Linked DNA regions of Pan troglodytes: region 1 is linked to region 2. The links are chromatin contacts, called in public HiChIP or PLAC-seq maps. All regions are on one chromosome and are shown on one strand. The core of a region is the stretch at or near the end of the contact, and the rest is flanking DNA. Distances in the headings are between cores, read along the strand shown.

The links. HiChIP or PLAC-seq counts read pairs in DNA pulled down with a chosen protein or histone mark.
Region 1: a contact with region 2 is called in an H3K4me3 HiChIP or PLAC-seq map of stem cell-derived excitatory neurons, with 5 times the contacts expected there. The contact joins the promoter of GARNL3 here to the promoter of SLC2A8 in region 2. A contact is called at or near these places in 1 of 7 Hi-C or Micro-C datasets (stem cell-derived neural progenitor cells) and 1 of 1 datasets of contacts at active chromatin or transcription factors (stem cell-derived excitatory neurons).

The regions. Positions count from the first base shown.
Region 1 is chr11:11,229,838-11,233,202 of NHGRI_mPanTro3-v2.0_pri, forward strand. GARNL3 (GTPase activating Rap/RanGAP domain like 3) reads right to left here and starts at 1,662. Exons shown (of 30, transcript XM_009457312.5): 1 at 1,391-1,662. It overlaps RALGPS1 (Ral GEF with PH domain and SH3 binding motif 1), which reads right to left. Exons shown (of 20, transcript XM_054659088.2): 20 at 2,962-3,365.
Region 2 is chr11:11,055,703-11,059,005 of NHGRI_mPanTro3-v2.0_pri, forward strand. SLC2A8 (solute carrier family 2 member 8) reads right to left here and starts at 1,863. Exons shown (of 10, transcript XM_001148685.5): 1 at 1,682-1,863; 2 at 1,430-1,592; 3 at 856-1,062. The coding sequence starts at 1,737.

The DNA.
Region 1 (3,365 bases), core at 412-2,911, 170 kb after region 2:
AGGACGTTGGAGTCATCTCCAAGACCTGAGAAAATCGTAGGGCCGACTTGAGCGACGTCGAAGCAGGAGAATCCGTTCCAAGTTCAGGGACTGCCAGGGAAGCCGAGGGAGGGCACGCGCCCGGGCGGCGGTAGTCCCGTGAGAGGCCCCGGGGGAAGAGCAGCCGAGGGGCGCCGGCGGCCCGGGCAGAGGCCGGCGTCGCGAGGGAGAGGGGCGCAAGGGGCGCGAGGGGCGCAAGGGGCGCGAGGGGCGCGAGGGGCGCGGGGGCCGCGGGCGCCAGGGCGAGCCGGGCCGCGGAGGCAGCAGGTGTGCGGCTGCCAGGGCACGCGGGCGCCGGAAGGAAGCCTCCAGTGGACGGAGGGGTGAGCTCCCGACCTTGCCCTTGAGGGTTTACCAGAGGTGGGCAGGGCACATTCTCCTCAGCCCATGCCCCGCCGAAGCCGCGGGCGTGCGGGGCCTGCCACTGGACCGACGCTTCTGGACGCCCGACACCCGTCCCTGCACCTCCCGCGCGACGGCCCGGCCCCTCCCACGGCCCACGGCCGTTCAGCCCGGGCTCCGCGCCCGGGCTCCTGAGAACCTCCGCAGACCCTTCCCACGCCACGGCCTCGCCCCGCTGTCCCTTCACATCGCCATCCCCCCACGTGGCCGGCACCCCGCCCGGCCGCACCCCTCCCCGTCCGCAGTACCTTGGGCTCTCGAAGCTGCACCCCCTGCGCCGCAGCGCCGCCCTCTTCTGCCGCAGGAGCGCAGCGGCCACCCCGCCGGGCTCCGGTTCCATCGCCCCGGGCGGGGGCCGCGGGCTCGGGAGCACTCGGGTGGGCTCGGGCCTCGGCCGGCCGCTCGGCTCGCGCGCCGCAGCCCGCGTCCCGCCCCACGCCCCTCGCTGGGTCCAGGCCCCGCCCCGGCGCCGCCCCGAACAACAGCCCAGCCCGCCTCGCGCCTCTCATCCTGGTTCAGGCCCCGCCCCAGCCCCGCCCCGAACCCCAGCCTGCCCAGACCCTCCGCTGGGCCCAAGCCCCGCCCCGCGATCACTCACCCTGGTCCCGGCCCCGCCCCGCGCCCGCTCAGCCTGTTACAGGCCCCGCCCCGGCCCCGCTCCCAACTCCAGCTCCGCTTCCCCCGCGCCCTCAGCCCGGAGCAGGCCCCGCCCACGCCCCGCCCACGCCCCGCCCCGCGCTCCGGTAACGCCCCTCCCGCGCCAGCCCCGCGGGGTTCTTGCCGCCGGCTTTCTGCACCTCTGCGAGGCCCACAGGCCCAAAACGCCCACCCTAACCTCGACTGTCCCGTCCACGACCCCACCCCTCCTGCTGCTTGCCCCTCGGCACAGACCCAGGCCCCCCTCACCTACCCCTGCACTACTGAGCTCGCGCAAGGCCCTCGCACTCACCCCAAACCTCTGCTTCCTCGAGCGTCGTCCCTTGGAGTTCGGCCTCTCCTCGCCTCAGCACCTCCTGGCCCTTTCTATTGTAGCTCCGCCCCTCGGGCCCTCCTTTCCCATGTCCCGCCCACAGGTATGGCTCCGCCCCCAGGAGCCCCGCCTTTTCCCTTCGAAGCCCCCACTCCGTGCCCGGACCAGACCCAGCTCCACCGCCTGCTCAGTTCTGCTCTGACAGGGCCCGCCACAGCCCCGCCCAGCCGCAAGAGGCCCCGCCCAAACTCGGTGGCCCCGCCCAGCCACTCCCTCCTCCCGCGCCGTCGCCCAGCCTGCCCGCAGGGTCCGCGCTGGGTAGATGCCCGCACCCGGGGCTAAAGCGGCGTTCCGCCGTCCGGTCTGCGTTGGCTCCGGGATCCCGCCACCCATCAAGGTGGAGGTATTGCTGTCTCCTGGTGGCCGTTTGTGGCGCCTGACGCCTTGAGGCTAAGGGGCTGGAGCTTTGCAGGATACCAGTTGTGGTGGGTTCGAGTCTTGACTGTTAGTTTCCAACTGTGACAACCCCCAACCCCATCCCCACTTCGCTAAGTCAAATGCATTCTTCTCAGGGACCTTGAACACTGCACTGTGACTGAGGGCAGCGACCCCATCTGGGTAAAGCTGGGGCCACCGTGCTGTCTAAATCAGGAGGAGGAGGTAAGCTAGGGCTACCTCGGCAAGCGGGGTTTTGTCGTAGCTAGGGAGGTGTGGCCATGCTGGCCTGGAACTGGGATGGTGGAGCAGAGCCCGAGGAGTGTGCTTGTTGGGGGGAACCTGTGCTTGGGGGACTGGCCACTGCAGATTTGGAAGGCACTGGCTGGGAAACTGAGGCAGTCCGGGCCAGGGGATCCTATAGTCAACTATAGGATTGGTCAACTATAGTTGACCTATAGTCAACTATAGGGTGGATTACATCACCCCCTGGTGCACACTTCCTCAATGACTTCCAGGTTCTTTCTTGGTAAGGCCTGAACTTTGTGAGAGAATGAAGGGGCTGCCCAGATAGCACTGAAAGATGTAGAGGAGGTGTTTCTATTTGTCCTTCCAGCCCCTCTAGAGATGCCCCTGGTCCTCCCCTCAGGTTTCCATGAGATAACCCGTTTAAGACAGCCCTCCTTTTTCTCCAAGCGAGGAATAATGGAGTTCTGGATTTTTGCCTAACACCATGAAGTCCTCCCAACATATCTTTTCAGATTTAAATCCCATTACTCCCGCAAAACCTGTAGTCAGTGAGATCAGGTTGCCTCCTTTTTCCCAGCCTCATCCTGCATCTTCTCATTTCTGTCTCCCTATTGCCCCCACCCTTCATGTGTTCTGCAACCTCTGAACTGAATCTCCAAATACCCACTGCTTTCTAAAGCATCCCCAGGTCTTCTGCCTCTCTCCCTGGAGTGCCTGTCCCTTCCTGAGGATGCTGCTCCTGCAGGGTTTTTATGTTCTGGTTACATCCTAGCTGAGTTTTGGGCACCCCATGCCTCCTTTGTGTCTATCTGAAACAGCAACTGTTTGCTAAGTGAATGTGTGTGACTTTAATAAACTGAGCAATATTCATTGGAAAACACATTTAATTTCAAAGTAAACAAAGATGTTTGTACATTAAAGTATTTAATTAGTGAAATAATTATTATCAATGTAACAAGCTGAAAAATACAGCAACTTGATACAAGACTGAGGTAACAAAATACTTCACCAAAAATCTAAAGAACCCCATGGAGGGCTGATTGATGTTCAGTGGTTACTGCGGGTGAGACGATTCACAAGAATTAGAGAAAGTCCTTACACAACTGCATGCAGGGGTCTGCTGGAAAAAAAGACAGCCCAGGAGAGTGCAACAGATTTAACAGGAAACGAATTAAAATGTAGAAACTGATTTTCAACTTACTTCGAAGAGTACATAAGAAATTGAAAACTACTCTCTATGCAACATTTTGAATGCTAAGTGGAAAACCAT
Region 2 (3,303 bases), core at 613-3,112:
CTGCTGCTGCCGGTTAGCAAACGTTGGTGAAATGAGCACCCAGGGAGGGGCCTGAGTGGCTGCTTTCAACCTTACTTGGGGGAGATACTGTCCAAGCCCATGGCTGGGGGCAGTTCATGGGTCACCAAGCTGCCAGGATCCAGTCCTCTACAAGCCATGCCAGGGGCTGTCTATCCAAAGTCCCACTGAATCCTGACCACTACCTCAGGGGCTAATGCCATAATCCCTGTTTTCCAGAGAAGGAAACTGAGGCCCAGGGAGGCACTCTGCTCAGGTTAGTGGCAGAACCAGGATTTGACCCAGATGTTCGGGGCTCCCAAGTGGGCAGCCTGGGTCAGGAGGGGGAAAGGGGGAAGATGGGGAAGCCAGAGGGGCTGGCCTGTGAGAAGGGAAGGGGAACACAGAGGCCAGCAGCCTTTGCCCCAAGAGAAATCAGGACAGGAACTTCCTGCTAATTGCAGTCATTGACCCGAAGCCAGGGATGAAAACCAAAATGTAGGGAGTGGGCTCCTGTGGATCATCCGCAGGTTTGTAGAGCAAAAGAGGGGCACGGCTAAGTGGGACAACCCTGGGTTCCTGCAACTGCTTCCCCTCTGACTAGCTGTGGACCTCGCCTGGGCAAAGGACTTCACCTTTCCGAGACTGCATGTCATGACCTCAGTGTAAAATGGAGAGAACAGTAGGATCCTTCCCAGGGTCGACGGGAGGGACCGCGAGATAACGCAGGGACTTCAAGCCTGGCACCCAGAAGGTCCCGCCAGGGGGAGCCGCGCCCCCAGGCCTGGGGAGCGGTTTGTCCCACTCCCCCTCGGTCTCAGGCCGCGAGACAGGACACTCGAGAGACGGGACACTCACCGGGGCCACTAGGGAGGCAACACCGCAGGCCAGGCCGGTGAGGAGGCGGCCCCCCAGCAGCATCCACACGTCCTGGGCCGCGGTGATGACGGCAAAGCCGGCCACGAAGGGCACGGAGCACAGCAGGAGGCTCAGCTTGCGCCCGGCGCGGTCCACCAGCCAGCCGCCCAGCACTCCCCCCGCCGCGGCACCCAGGGTCACGACAGCCTGGAGGCGGGCGGCTGCTGAGGAGGGGGCGCCGAAGCCGCAGCCCATCCTCCCCCTCCGCCCACTCCCCGCGGGCTCAGAGGTAAAGGAGCCGGGGCCCCGCGCCCGTCCCGAGGGGAGGGGTAGGGGGCTGAGGGGCCCGGTGCTGGTCCCGAGGGGAGGGGTGGGGGCTGAGGGGCTCGATGCCCGTCCCGAGGGAAGGGATGGGGGGCAGAGAGGCCCAATGCCTGTCTCGTGGGGAAAGGTGGGGGGCGGCGGGGCCCGATGCCTGTCCCGAGAGAAAGGGTGGGGGGCGGAGGGTCCCGATGCCCGTCCCGAGAGGAGGGCGTGGGGTCCCAGGGCTGGAGGAGGGAGCCCGGGGACTCACCCCGAACCAGGAGGCGGCGGCGTCGTCCAGGCGCGGGGCCGGGGGCGCGGCGCGCTGCAGGCTAGGGATGGCCGGGGAGCTGTAGCCGAGCGCGAAGCCGAAGCTGAGTGGGCCCAGGGCAGCGGCGAAGGCGGCGAGGAAGACGCGGCGGCCGCGGGGCGCGCTGGGGGGACAGGGCCGAGGGTGAGCGGAGCGGACGCGGAGGGGCGGGAGGGCGAGGCCGCATCCGGGCCCGGGTTCCCCGGAGCTCACCTGCCGCCAGGAGGCCCCAGAAGCGGCTGGGTTTCCTCTGGGTCCTCGGGCGTCATGTCGGCGGCCAACGCCGATCGGCCAGCTCTGGCCCCTGAACCGCCACCGGCCCTGCGAGTGCGGCCCGCACCGGCCTCTCGCAGCCAATGGGCGGCGGGGGGTGGGGGACGGTGCTGGGCGGGATCGGAACCGCAGAGCAGGAGCAGCCAATAGGAACGCAAGGCGGGGCTAGCGAATCAGCTAGGACCCGCCCTTCATATTAAAGCAGACCAATGGAAGCATAGAACCGATTAGCGAAGCGCGCTGGAACCGCCCCTAGGGCGGAGCGGCCCAAGGTACAGGTGGGGCGGAGTTTCCGTCTGGGAGAACAACCACCCAATTGGAGTGTAGTGCGAGCCCATAGACGGGGCCGGAGAGCTGCCTCAGAACTGAGCTGGCCAATGAGGTTGGAGGGAGGAGTTTTTTTTCTGGCACCTCCTCTCAATCTGGCTTCAACCAATGAGGGTAGAGGCGGGGCGAAGGCGAAGCACGTGGGCCTCAGCCCGAGACTTCCCGCCCCCAACTCCGAGAAGCTGCACCTGTCCTGCCCGGTCGGGTCTGCAGTTCCTGCCCTGCTTTAATCGCTGCCCTGGGGACTGTATTGGAGGCGTCTGACCTCTGCCTGGGCCCAGCTCTGCAGGGGAGAGAGCCTCTAAGCAGACCGTCCTGGGCCGCCTCCCTCTCCTCTCGGAGGCCGAGACTGGTCAGACGCTCCCGCTGGGCTGCTGGCGGCGGAGGCGTGGCCCTGTGCACCGAAACCCACTTTCATGCTTCCCAGATTGCTGAAGGCTCGGGTCTCCAGGTGCTGAGGACCAGTGGTAGGTGGGGTCCCCCACGCCGTATGTGTGACAGATCTGGGCTCCACTCCCCCTCTTAAGTGTCACTCACTTCACAGGGAGTCCTGACTCTTGAATCTTCATCTACCTGCCTCCATATTTTGAGTTCCCTGTGGATTTTAATGCCACCTTCTCCCCGTGTGCACACAAGTCGAATGAGGAGGCACTGTTGGATCTCACCAGTTGTACCCGATTCATACCCAACACTCTGGGTGCAGGCAGCTGCGGTGGAATGCTGGTGTAATTCTGGAAAGAGCCAGGGCATGGGAGTAAGAGGCTTGGCTTGTAATCCCTCTCTGGGCCTTGTGTTTCCTCATCTCTAAGTGGGGATGACCATTATCTTCCAGGAGAGTTGTGAAGCAAGGTAATGTATATAAGACATGTGAAGCACTCAAAGGCTAACCGGTATGATGAAGACAGTCAACTGACATGTTGCAGTCACTTGATGGTTCTAGCAACCAACATTTTTCAGTCCTGACCACAAGCCTATCCTTAAAGACTTAGGCAACTGCCCTTCTGTACTCCCACAGCATCTAATGCTTGATAACTCGAGCACTAGATGTGTATTCTTATCACAGCATTTATCACCGCTTTGTGATCCCCTGTTTACTTCCGTCCTTCCCCCAATGGACATGACCTCCTCTGGAGAGGAGGCACTTGGTGTGTGCAGAGTGGATCAGTGCCTCCAACTCCATAGGCAGACACTGCAGTTAGATGATTTTCTGTGTGACTCAGCCAGTCGGGTACACA